Regions from separate parts of the Sus scrofa genome. Here all the other regions are linked to region 2. A link is a contact called in public Hi-C and promoter capture Hi-C data. All regions are on one chromosome and are shown on one strand. Each heading gives the region's core, a stretch centred on a gene start, on an enhancer-like site or on the middle of the called end of the contact. The rest is flanking DNA. Distances are from core to core; before and after follow the strand shown.

Region 1 (4,102 bases), core at 13-2,512, 220 kb before region 2:
TTATTAATTTAGGTCCTCATGATTTTACTAGTCTAATACATGGTTTCCAAACTGTGTTCTTTAGAGTCTAGGACAGAGTTTCATGAGTCAGAAGAGTGACCCAAGGATGGTTTTTACAGTGAGAAAAGGACTGAGAACAGGACTCTGGGGAACATCAGAATGAAAGAGGCAGGGCAAACTCTAGAAAGAGTATTGTGCAGGAAGAGAATAAGACAATGGTTGCCATTGAAGCACTGATCTACTTCCACTTATGGAGGAGCTACTTCCACTTATTTTTCCTAGAACTTCAAAGCTTTACTTTTTCATTCTGGAAGCCATTGAACTTATCTTCTCTATCCAGTGTTATCGGCCTGAGTAAGTGCAGTGGAAAGACCATCAAAGGCTCAACTTAGTCCCTTGTTTGTTGGGAAACTTTGGACAAATGATCGAACCTGGAACCTTAGTGTCTTCACTGGTTAAAAGACGTATTATGAGGTTGTTTACAGGAGAAAACAAGAATCATGTATATGAAAAAAGCACTATATATTAGCTAACATCTGCCCATGTTTCTAGACATGAGGCCTTGTTTAAAAAGATTACCTGTATTATCAAGTTCTTCCTTAAATTCTTTTCTCAACCCTAAGATTAGGCACTATTATAATTAAGGTTCCGAGAGGCTATAATTTGCACTAATATAGATCGTGTATATAGTCTATGAATTCACTTTTTAAAAAAAACCTTTGTTAATAAAAAGCGCATTACAGAATGGGGGTATATGAAAAATGGGGTTAAAACAATATCTCTAGCTGAGATATCAAGAAAATTAGGCGTTAAATATTGAGTGCTAGTCCTGAGAAACAGCAGAAAAGCTGGATCTCGGGGGTCCGTCAGCTGTCCGAGAAAGGGGGTGGGAACGCTGTTGGCCAAGACCAATAGGGCACATCTGTTGAGAGGACCTAAGTGGGAGGAAATCTTAGCAATGGAAATGGGAAAATTGAAAGCACCGAAAACAAACTTTGCATAGATCACAGTTTCAACCTGCAGTGCTCACTGCCTTTTCCTCAGACGCTGAGAGGCCTATTAATAAGGCTGTTCGTTTCTCTCGCTGAGAATCTCCCAGGGTACCGGGAAAACCCAACCTGCGACCCAACTTATTCTCAAACCATCTCCCATAGCAACCGGAAGGAGGCGTGGTCTGGGGACAGGTACCGCCCTCTTTCTTCAACTCGAACAAGGATTGGCCTGGAGGCGCGGCTGTGGCGCCGGAAGGCGGATCCCGGAGTCCCAGCTACGGCTGGGCTGTGCCGCCATTTTGGATTGTGTGGGTTTCTGGGAAGTTCCGAGTGTTCCTCACACCCCGCGGTTCCGCAGATCACAGGCCCGGGCCCGCGTCCGAGTGTCAGGTTGGAGCCAGGAAGCGTCCCTGGGGGTAGCGGCGGCGGGGGCAGGATGAGCGCGGAGGCGGCGGACCGGGAGGCGGCCACCTCCAGCCGGCCCTGCACCCCGCCGCAAACGTGCTGGTTCGAGTTCTTGCTGGAGGAGTCGCTGCTGGAGAAACATCTGCGCAAGCCCTGCCCGGGTAAGCGCGGCGCCGGCAGCCCGAAGGGAGCGAGACCCGGCCACCGGCGCTGTCCGTGCGGCTCTCACCACCCCGCGCCTTCTCGGCCACGAACCTGTGACCCGGGAGGCGGGGACCAGAGCGGAGCTTTGGCGCGGCCCGCTTAGCTAAGCATTAAACATTCTAGTGCGGGGGCATCGAAGTGGGAGGCCAATGAAAAGGGCAACCCAAAGGCCCTTCCGCATCCCCTTTTACTGTTTGGGTTTTTTTTTTTTAAGTCACCTGCCAGATGGTATAGTGAAAGTTACTTGGGTTAGGAAGGCTGGCTCTTGACAGAACCCGGGACAATTTGGGGAGATGGAGAGAAATCAGCTATTTTGGGTCAGACCCTGATGCCAGGATATATAGTTAACTATTATTAATATATAATTTATGTTAAATATAATTAATATATAATTTATATTACATGTGTATATATGTATTTCAAATTTGGTCTCTGAATCAAAAACGAAGAAATCTTTGAAAGCAGGAACTGCTTTACTTTACAAGATGGTTATTGTATAATGATGATCATGATTAATATCCCAGTTAATGAGTGCTGTTAGGGAAGGTGGAAAACGCCAGGCATTTCTGGAAAGAGGTACCAGCATGAGAAGGTAAGCTCCTGGATGATATTTTGCTGATGAAATTTGAATTCAGATGTGGCTTGTTCAGTCTAATAGCCTGGTCTTAACTGGTGGAGACTACTGTACTTCACTTGGGCAGTTTTACCGCCTATATTATATTGTGTTCTTTGAATTGGTTGCTTTTGACTAACGTTTGTTGAGTGTTTCTGGATGTCAGGCATTAGTCTTAATGCTTCACATATGTTATTTCTTTTTTTCTGTCTTTTGTCTTTTTAGGGCCATACCCGCAGCATATGGAGGTTCCCAGGCTAAGGGTCAAATCGGAGTTCCAGCTGCTGGCCTATGCCACAGCAATGCAGGATCTGAACCAAGTCTGCCATCTACACCACAGCTCAGGGCAACGTCTGATCCTTAACCCACTGAGCAAGGCCAGGGATTGAACCGTGTCCTCATGGATGCTAGTCAGGTCATTAGCCACTGAGCCAGGTGTTATCCTGTGAGGTAGGTGGTGTTATCCTCTATTTTGCATGGAGATAAATGGGTTTGTAGAGGTAACTTGAGGCAGGTCTCACTAATTAGTTAACAGTTCTAACAATGGCATCTCTTTCCTTTAATTGACATTGGTTATTTGTTGAACTGGAAATCTATAGCCATTGTCGTCTTCCTTAAAAGTGCTTTATTCTGCAGGGATCTGTTACCTTTCCTCCTTACACCGTTCCTGATGTTTCACTTGAATCCCCAGGCACCCTTCTTATAAACCATAATCCTTAGATGTCGTAGCTGCACAATGTTTGTGTTTTTTTAAATTGAAGTGTAGTTGATTTACAGTGTTTCAGGTATACAGTAAAGTGATTTATTTGTACATATATATTCTTTTTCAGATTCTTTTCCATTATAGGTTATTGCAAGATATTGAATATAATAGTTCCCTGTGCTACATAGTAGCCCCTTGTTTATCTACTTTATATATAGTAGTGTGTGTCTGTTAATTCTGAATTCCTGACTTATCCCCCCCTTTCCCCTTTGGTAACCATAAGTTTATTCTCAATGTCTGTGAGTCTTTCTGTTTTGTAAATAAATTCATTTGTATCATTTTTTTAGATTCCACTTTGACAGACATTTAGGTTCCTTCCATGTCTTGGCTATTGTACATAATGCTGCTGTGAACATTGGGGGGATATATCTTGTATCTTCTGGAATTGGAGTTTTCCTCTTTCCCAGATATATCCCCAGGAGTGGGATTGCCAGGTTTTATATGGTAACTCTATTTTTAGTTTTTAAAGGCACCGCTGTACTGTTTTTCATAGTGGTTGCACCAGTTTACATTCACACAACAGTGTAGGAGGCTTCCCTTTTCTCCACCCCCTCTCCAGCATTCTTTATTTGTAGACTTTTTTGGTGACGACCATTGTGACTGGTATGAGGTGATACCTCATTGTAGTTTTGATTTGCATTTTACTAGTAGTAATTTGTTGAGCATCTTGTCATGTGTCAGTTGGCCTGTTTGGATTCCTTTTGTGGCCAAAAACCAATACCAAGAATCCTTTTGCAACTTCATAATTAGAACTGAAATTTATGAAGTGTTTTCTTTTAAATCCTAGATCCTGCACCAGTTCAACTTATAGTCCAGTTTTTGGAACAGGCTTCCAAACCTTCAGTTAATGAACAAAACCAAGTTCAACCTCCACCTGATAACAAGAGAAATCGTATTTTAAAGCTACTAGCTCTCAAAGTTGCTGCACATTTGAAGTGGGACTTAGACATCTTAGAGAAAAGGTAAACAGGTTTAAATGAATTTATTTTGAGTACTATTTAGATTCCTTGGTTTAGTTCTGTATATGCTTTTATAATATTGGCCCTTAAAATGAAAGTTATTTTTCTGTGTATTCTTGGTAGAATGTGCAAGGGTTTTTCAAAAGGTATAGGAAAATATTTGACT
Region 2 (4,279 bases), core at 709-3,208:
CACTTTTAGTATGCATTTATGATTACTAGAATTACTAGATATGGCTGTATTTTTTTAATATATATAGATTGACTGGCCTAGAGACAATAAAACAAAAGAAACAGACCCATCAGAAAGATGTGAAACTAGGTATTAGAAATAAAACAAAAGAGAAGTTAATAATAACTAATGACAGCTGTTAAAAAAATAATTTTTAACAAAACTGTACAGTCAAGACTCTCATACAGAAGTAAAAATCAACATATGTCAAAAATTTCATTGAACTCTTTAGTTAGTGGGGGAACCAGTAAAATATTGCAACCAATTCAAAGAAGTATTCAAACTACTAGACTTACACAGGCGGTCAGGAATGCTTAAGTAAATCTGCTTAAAAGATATGAAAACTTGCAAAACTGGTCAGTATCCAACAGACAATAATCAAATGGCTCACCAAAGGATATAATTTGCATATTTATGGACAAGAATAATTTGCATTATTGTCAATAGTCTACCACTTACAGAATTGTAAAATAGTTCAAAGACAATGAAAGGCACAAAGACCCCACATAATTAGATAATGCGGACAATGTCTAAGGTTCCATTGAGTACCCAGCAATCTTTTTGGTTATTGTAAACTATCTTTCTATATGTTTTTCCTACATGGTTGACTTGTTTTGAGTGCTGTTTATAGGCCAGGCACTACCTTAGGTGCCTTAAATGTATTAATTCATTTAATTCTCAACAGAACTTTATGAGAGAGGTTCTACTATTATTTCCATTTCATAGCAGAGGAATTTGAGGCATAAGAAAAAGTAAGTCTGTCACCTAAGGTCACAGAGATAGGAGGCAGAGCCAGAATATGAATCCAGGTAGTGCTATACCAACTATGCTGCCACAGAATGGAAAAAAAAAAATGATATGACCTCACCAGTTAGGTATGAATATGAAAGGATGACTCCATAATGTTTCCCCTAGTTATGAGAAGGGGGACAGTGGCCAGAAAAATGAAGAGACTAAGAAGATTAGTTAGTTTGATTTGGTTTTTAGACATAAGGACTTTGAAATAAAGGTAGGATGTTGAGATGGAAAAATCCAGACAGGCAGAAGACCAGAAGTAGAGATGTAGATACGTGATTTTTTTTTTTTTTTTTAATGGAGCTTTAAACTTTGGTATCAGAAAGACTAGTGTGTAACTGTCAGAGCTAAAGGACAGAAGCCCAGGGAAAAAAAGAGATGCAGCAGGGACTGAGGTCCCGCATTAGCGGAAAAGAGGCAGTCTCAGGAAGTAAAATCAGAGCAGGGTGAATTGGCTAGAGCTCTTAGGTCCAGACTCCAGGTCTAGCTCTTAGGTGCAGTTTGAGGGGCAAAATTAAGCTGGAGTTACAAATGCTAATAGTTAGGGGTAGGGCTGAAAGGTAAAAACAGGCTTTGAAAGGTTTTACCCAACACGCAGTAAAGTGTGTCAAGCAGGTAAGAGTCATGATCAGAGGTATATTTTAGAAAGAACTTGCGTGGCTGCAACAAGAAAAGTTTGAGCAAATCTGGAGGCAAGAGGTGTCACTGAGATCGAGAGGCAGGCAGCTGCCGGCTTGGACCAGGTCAGTTCGTGGCAACTAGACCCACCTGTAACATTTGAGGGGCCTGAGTGTAAGAGTACCAAAGAAGGCTCACATACCATGTGAATAAATATTTAAAATTTGCAAATCAAGCTAGTAAACTGTCAGTTATTCTCTATCCTCCTACCTTGATAAATATATCTTCAGAAGGACCTGGAAGGGATGAGGAGAGGCCAAGATCCGTCTTAGGCGGGGCTTTCCTGGAACCTATAAGGCCGAGGAGTGCGGCGGCGGCGCATTTGTAGAGGACCACAGCGACACCTGGCTCTTCTCCGAGTGGCATTCGCAGTTCGCCTTCTAGCAACTAGGAGAAGCTAGGCGGGACCTGCTGGGGGCGTGGCGTGGCCGGGCGCCAACAGCCCGGGGTCAAAGGGCACGCGGCGTCGGTGTCATGGCCGCCTCCATGCTGGGTTCGGCGTGGGGCCCGCTACGGCTTGGCCTTCCGGGCCTGTGCCGCCGCCGGCCGCCCGGCGGTTTGTGGGCCCGCGCACGGCGGCTGCCGGGGTCCGCGGGGTCAGGGCGAAGCGTGGCCGCGGCGAGCGGATCGGGTGCCTCGGGCACGGACCGCTACTGCATGGAACTGCTGCGGTGAGCGAGCCGGGTCTGCCCCTGGTGGGAGGTAGGGGAGCAGCTGGAAGGGGCCTTGGTGGGCTCTGTGGGCCTCCGAGCTCTCCTGGACTAGCGGACCTGCACATTCCTCGCATCACTCGGCGAGTGTGCTCGGGTTGGCCCCGGTGGGATGTATGGGGGGAGTGTGGCAACGAGAACTTTCACGCCGGTGACAAAATTGTGGCAAAATTCCTCTGGCTGTCACCTTATCTGAACCTTAGCTTTTACCTAATCGTGCACAGCTTTTGTAAAATTTGAGAAATGACCAGTAACTGATTTTAATGACAACAGTAGCTAACTTGGAGTTCTTCCTTCTGTCAAGCACTATGCAAAATAGTTCACAAATAACTTATTTCATCTTCGTTATAAGGTGTGACAGACAGGTGTAGACCTACCACTTAAAGATATGTGGATCAAAGCATTTAGAAAGTGCCTGGCACAAAGCAAGGGTACAATGAGTACAGTATAAAGTTTATCTCATTTAACAGACATGGAAACCAGGATTTAGAGAGATTTGGGAATTTACCTGAGTTCGGTAAAATAGCTTATAAAATCAGAATCTTGATGATAGTTTTGTTCCTGTAACATCTGAAAGGCCTGGCACCTTGGAGCGTTGTTAGTCATTTGTGAAGAGAATTGAATGAATCAGGTTACCTGGCACATCTGAAGTCCGAGTCTGACTGCAGAGTTGGATGGCTTAGTTTCTTTTTTTTTTTTTAATTTTGATTTTAATGATTTAAAAAAGTTTTTTTCCATTATAGTTGGTTTACAGTGTTCCGTCAGTTTTCTACTGTACAGCAGTGACCCAGTCACGCATATACACACACATATGTATATATACATTATTTTTCTAACATTATCTTCCATCATGTTCCATCCTAAGTGACTAGATATAGTTTCCTGTGCTATAGAGCAGGATCTCATTACTTATCCACTCTAAGTGCAATAGTTTGCATCTATTAATCCCAGATTCCCAGTCCATCCCTCCACTCCACCCCCCCGCCCCCACCCCACCCCCTGTCAGCAAGCACAAATCTCTTCTCCAAGTCGGTGAGTTTCTTTTCTGTGGAAGGTTTATTTGTGCCATATATTACATTCTAGATATAAGTGCTACCATATGGTATTTGTCTTTCTCTTTCTGACTTAACTTAGTATGAGAGTCTCTAGTTCCATCCACGTAGCTGCAAATGGCATTATTTTTTTCTTTTTTATGGCTGAGTAGTAGATGGCTTAGTTTTCACTTTGCTTCTCCTATCCTTGATTTATAACAGTGGTATAAAGACTCAAAAGTACCTGGTCCCAAGGACTTCTGAGAAGTGCTAGAATAATTAAATTACCTTGGATTTGATTGGGCTAGTAAATCCAATTTTTAAAAATTCTATTTTACCAAAATGTAGCATAACGACAAAATTCCCATGCATTTCAGTATTTTGTTTTTAACCCTTATTTATTTAGTTAGTTTTTGGTCTTTTTAGGGCCACACCTGTGGCATATTTAGGTTCTCAGGCTAGGGTTCAAATTGGAGCTGTAGCCGTTGGCCTACACCACAGCCACAGCAGCGCCAGATCTGAGCCATGTCTTCGACCTGCACCACAGCTCACAGCAGTACTGGATCCTTCACCCACTGAGCAAGGCCAGGAATGGAACCTGCGTCTTCATGGATCCTAGTCAGGTTCATTTCCACTGAGCCATGATGGGAACTCCTTTGACCCCTTTTTATTTTTTTATTTTTTAAAAATTTTATTTGTTTATTTATTTATTGTCTTTTCTAGGGCTGCTCACGTGACATGTGGAGGTTCCCAGGCTAGGGGTCTAATCGGAGCTGTAGGCCTACACCAGAGCCACAGCAACGCGGGGTCTGAGCCACGTCTTCGACCTACACCACAGCTCACGGCAACATCAGGTTCTCAACCCACTGAGTGAGGCCAGGGATCGAACCTGCAACCTCATGGTTCCTAGTCGGATTCGTTAACCACTGTGCCATGATGGGAACTCCGACCCCTTTTTAAGATAGTGTTCATATCCACCTTATTTACTTGCTGATTTCTTGTAGGAGAAACAGGGTAGCATTAATG
Region 3 (4,745 bases), core at 85-2,584, 150 kb before region 2:
CTGCATTACCCTAATCTCATATTGATGTTTCTTAGTGACCTTCTCCTCTTTTCTTTTTTTGACATCCTGGAAAACAGAAAAGACCATTTGTTAAACTAAAGCACCAGCAAGGAATTTCCTCTCTTTCTCTCTCTCTCCCCTTTTAACTCACCTGGGTCGTTTTTCTTTTCTTGGTCTGAATTATTTGGGCTTCTTGAGGGGAATCCGTCTGACTGGACTGGGGCTGCTGTTTAGCTTGTAAACGGCTACTACAGTTTTAAAAAGGAAGTTTCATTAGTAAGGCATGCGTTTCAAAGGCAGCAGTTAACTTTGAAACATATCTCCAAGACAAATTACCTGCGTCTTGACATTCTCTTCTTTCAGGTGTGTGACACCTCTGGAGGGGAAAGAGGAAAAACCAGAGTCAAATACATTGTCATCCATACTCTCTGAGTGCCAGGTAGACGCTGATTCAGAGGTTACAACCAAGTCCCTCAGGAGATGACCTGAGCCATCTACCACGGTGTCTTCTGCACTGTATTAATTATCTCATGATTTTGGACACATGCCAGTATTTCCTCAGCTGAATGTACAGCCGGGACAGTCTTCAAAAAATCTGTAAAGCACCGCCAGAGCCCCGAACGCTCAGGGAGGCAGATGTATCTTTTCTGCGTCCTGTACCCTCTCCCCCCGACACCCCGAGCGGGACTTGGGCAGCGCCCCCACTTCCCGCCTCCCATCCTGGACGAGCGGCGGAGAGAGGGGGTTGTGGAGGCGAAACGCTGTGGAGAAGCCGGTTCCGCGCCAATTTGGAGAGCGGCGGCGGCGGGGAAGCAGGGGGCGGAGGGAACTGGTGTCACGTACTTCAGTCTCCTTTCCCTCCTTCCCAGCCCCACGGGACCCTGCCCTTCGCTTAGAGGGGCACCGGGACCCCGACTCCAGTTGGGGGATGGGAGTGAAGGAAAGCGAGTTCAATGAAAGAAAAGGGGAAAACTGGGCTGGTGGGGGAACTTTTCTCCCCGTTAAGGGTTCCCGGGCCCACATCCTTTTTCCTGCAGGATAGCTCTCCAAATGGAGGTGGCACAGAGGAGCCCCTAGTATGAGGGGCTTTTCCCTGGCCTCCCACTCAGGGGCAGCCCTCCATCCCCCGCCGCTTCCCCGGCCCCTTGCCAAGGGTCGTGACAGGGACAGAATGCCGAGACCCATCGCCCCCAGCCGCTTAGTTCTCAGCCCTCCCACTTTCCCTCTCCCAGGCTCCCGCCCACGGTATGGATCGGCCCAAGGGGTCTCTCTCTCCTCCCGCATCCCGCCCTACGACCAGCAGCTCCTCACCGCCAGACCCGCTACCGCTCGACTCTCAGCTGGCGCCGGCGCCAACCCAATATATAGGCCGGGCCAGGCCCGCCCCGCACGCATGCGCCTCAGACTGACACCTCCGGACAGCGCGCTCCCCTCCCCCGCGCGCCCGCCAGCGCGCCCGCAGGCCCGCGCGCAGCTCCCTGCAGTCAATTCGCGCCCGCCCACCTCGAGAGGCCGCAGGGCCGGCTCGTCTAGGCCCTAGGTCCGCGGTCACCTGCATTTCACCTGCCCGTGTGGCCCGGCAGCTAGAGGGAGTCGCAGAGGCTCTTCCCCAGCAGCCCAGGTCCCCGCCGCTCGGCTTCCGCATCTCCCCCCAGTACTTTTCCGTCCCGTCTCTCCCTCAACTTTCCGATTCCGGGAGTGTCAGGCCGCGGCCTGGGCTCGACGTACGGCCAGGTGGAGGCAGCACAGGCGAGTATGGAGTGGTCAGGAAGTGGCCATCCTGTGGCGCACCCTGGCTGTCCCGCCAAGGCCTCCAGCAACCCGGGCTTTCCTAAGAGACTCGGGGACCTAGAAGGCCCGCCCCGGAGGGAGGGGCGCAGCGTTGGCTGGCGAGCTGGCCAATGGGAGGCGAGGACGGCAGCACAACGTGGAGTGGCTGCAGAATGTAAACACAGCCAGGCGCGCCGCAGGCCACGTGTGTGTAGGAGAAGGCTGTGGCATCCGAGGGCAGCCATGCTCAGGGATGCCTATCTTGCACTTTGCTTCAGCCTGCCGACTACACTATGCATCAACCCTGCTTTCCTGCTCTCCGCTCCGCAGACCCGTTTATCCTCCGCGTGGGTGGGTCACTCCGCCCCCTGTCCCTGTCTGACAGCTTCCCACTCAGAAGTCCCAGCACAGGAAACGCTCGCGCCAAGTCGCGCCCTCCCTCTCTATCCTCCCAACCTCCAATTCTGGGGCCTCCAAGGGTATACACCTCTCCCGAGGTGCGCCTGGAGTGGGACTGCCCCTTCCTCAGGAGACAATAGTTCTCCCGGGGCAGCGCCCGTCAGGGTGGACGATTCCACCACGTGTAGGCCCCGGACCCGCCCGTCGCGCCCCGCCCAGCGGCCGCTAGCGCGCCCTGCAGAGCCCGCGCTAGCCGCCCGCGCGGGAGGGAGCCTCCCGCCTCCGAGCGGTAATGGGGGGCGGTCCGACCTATTTCCCTCTTTCCCCGCCCTGTATCTAAATTTTGGGTTCCCTCACTGCCTCTACTGACGCTCCGCTCCAGTGCGTCCCAAGATTGGACATCTCCAAGTAGGACATGCCGTTTATACTCTGCAAGCAGGTTTGCTGCAGGAGCATGGGGCGAGGCACGCTGGAGGGAACAAAGACCCCTGCGGCGGAGGAGCGGTGCAACGACTTTCTTGAACCCGCGGCAACTCGTGCCAGACGCTGGCCAGCAGTGTTTGTCTCTCTGCCGTGGCAGGAGCGAGCCTCTGGGAGAGGCCGGGGAGATCGGGCCTCCAGCGCCCGTCCGGCGTCGCCGCCCAGGAGGGAGCCCTTCCCGAGATGCACCAGGAGGCGGCGGCGCGGACGGTCCCGGGGTCCCCGCCCCGCGCCTTTTGTGCCGCGCCGCCGGTGCTGGCCTCAGACCCTAGAAATAACCATAGCACCTGAGGGCTTTCGGGTCGGCAAAGTCCTCTGTCACAATTTCTTCTTCGAGTCTCACCATGGTCACGTGACGCCTACAAAATAATTGTTTTTCTCCCAGATCGACGCAAAAGGAAATGAGTCTTGCCCAAGGCGACATGGAATCGGAAGTCCCTGGAAACTTTATACCACTTAGGATGCTATGATGGCTTTCTCTATGGGGGGAAGTTGCCTCCTTTTTACAGTCACTTCAAAACGCTGTGCTGTTCCGGTGTAGAGCTTTAGAGAGCTAACGCGATGTAAGAGGTCTTCCAGCAAGCGTGTGTGACCTGAACACAAGCAAAACTTGTGGCCTCTATGACTGAATTTGGTAATCAAAATAAACTGAGAACCAGTCTTGCATATTGATGCCCAGCACTGGGCTAACTAGTAAATAACTTCTTAAGGAGACGGTAAATTAGAAATGTTCTTTGCACAATGCCAGCTGACTATGAAGTGAACAGAGTGCCATCCTAGTAAAGGAGAAATTCATAACCATCCCAAGACTGCTTTGTGGAAAGGGACAGGATGAGTTCTGCCATATTACAAGTATCTGGTCACTGGACTTAAAAGACCATGAGCTTACTTTTCTAATGGATGAATCGTCTGATCCTGCTCTACTGTAAGATAATTGCCACGAGCATGGATTTCTTCTAGAAAAGATGAAACAAGACACTTATTTCAAGGGTAGTTTCAAAGATTACATTTTATAATGTGTATAGAGATCCTCTCTTGTCACAGAGCTCATGCTAATTGCGAGCTCTTTACTCTGCAATCCACTCCCTTAATTAGTTTACACCCATAGAAATTAAGACTCCTGAACAGAACAGAAAGCTGAATTATAAAATCGCTCTTTCCCAGAGTTTTATTCTTGTAGTTGTCTTTGTGGGTATTTATTTTAGGTATCATCTTTCAGTATGTTCTCTTTGTTTCATATTTGTGTACGTTCATTTTTGGCTCCCTCTTCTCATCCCAGTTTTAAAATTCACTTCGAAATGTACAAATTTCTTTATACTTGTAACAATTTTATAAATGTTGGCATTTTCTAAAGTATATTTGCTTCATTGTCCATGCAAAGTTAAAACACCATAGTAAATTGGCCTCTACTGTGATTTCAAAGGCCTTCTCAGACCCCTTACTCTGTGCTCTTCTGTTATGCTCACCTCCCAGAATTATAATTACCTATTAAAATGTCTTTTATCTTCAACTAGGGCTTGGACTTGTTTTGTCCTTTTTTGGTCTTTTTTGTCTCTTTTTAGGGCCAAGCCTTCGGCATATGGAGCTTCCCAGGCTAGGGGTCTAATTGGAGCTATAGCTGCTGGCCTGCGCCACAGCCACAGCAACACCAGATCCTTAACCCACTGAGCGAGGCCAGGGATTAAATCCACAATCTCATGGTTCCTAGTTGGATTCATTTCTGCTGCGCCACGATGGGAACTCCTGTTCATTTTTTTTATATCCAGAACCCAGCAGTTCAGAAGCATGCGTCGTATGACCTTGGTAAATACTGAATTGTGGATAGGATATCCCATTATAGAACTTCTGTAAGTTTAGAGGGATGGGTGGCAGAATTATTCCCAGTTAACACTGGGATTTTTTTTTTTCTTCTCTTTTCTTTTTTTTTTTTTTAAGGGCCACACTTGCAGCACATGGAAGTTCCCAGGCTAGGGGTTGAATCGGAGCTGTAGCTGCCGGCCTACATCACACCACAGCAAGGTGGGATCCCAAGCTTTGACTGTGACCTACACCACAGCTCATGGCAACACTGGATTCTTAACGCACTGAGAGAGGCC

What was found. Promoter capture Hi-C pulls out the DNA fragments that hold promoters and counts their contacts. Hi-C and Micro-C count contacts between places; a contact is called where the count stands out from the background.
Region 1: a Hi-C map of liver shows a contact between it and region 2, with 4 times the contacts expected there. The contact joins the promoter of INTS8 here to the promoter of NDUFAF6 in region 2. A contact is called at or near these places in 1 of 5 promoter capture datasets (fetal liver), 20 of 47 Hi-C or Micro-C datasets (alveolar macrophages, embryonic fibroblasts, epiblast stem cells and 11 more) and 2 of 2 datasets of contacts at active chromatin or transcription factors (alveolar macrophages and skeletal muscle).
Region 3: a contact with region 2 is called in a promoter capture Hi-C map of liver, with 5 times the contacts expected there. The contact joins the promoter of CCNE2 here to the promoter of NDUFAF6 in region 2. A contact is called at or near these places in 1 of 5 promoter capture datasets (liver), 8 of 47 Hi-C or Micro-C datasets (blood, brain, embryonic fibroblasts and 5 more) and 2 of 2 datasets of contacts at active chromatin or transcription factors (alveolar macrophages and skeletal muscle).

Annotation. Positions count from the first base shown.
Region 1 is chr4:41,876,017-41,880,118 of Sscrofa11.1, reverse strand. It overlaps INTS8 (integrator complex subunit 8), which reads left to right and starts at 1,262. Exons shown (of 28, transcript XM_003125559.5): 1 at 1,262-1,558; 2 at 3,765-3,939. The coding sequence starts at 1,429.
Region 2 is chr4:41,653,361-41,657,639 of Sscrofa11.1, reverse strand. NDUFAF6 (NADH dehydrogenase (ubiquinone) complex I, assembly factor 6) reads left to right here and starts at 1,958. Exons shown (of 9, transcript XM_001925041.6): 1 at 1,958-2,183. The coding sequence starts at 1,987. LOC106510020 reads right to left here and starts at 1,878. Exons shown (of 5, transcript XM_013996593.2): 1 at 1,723-1,878.
Region 3 is chr4:41,801,473-41,806,217 of Sscrofa11.1, reverse strand. It overlaps CCNE2 (cyclin E2), which reads right to left and starts at 1,334. Exons shown (of 12, transcript NM_001243931.1): 1 at 1,312-1,334; 2 at 337-376; 3 at 152-248; 4 at 10-66. The coding sequence starts at 350.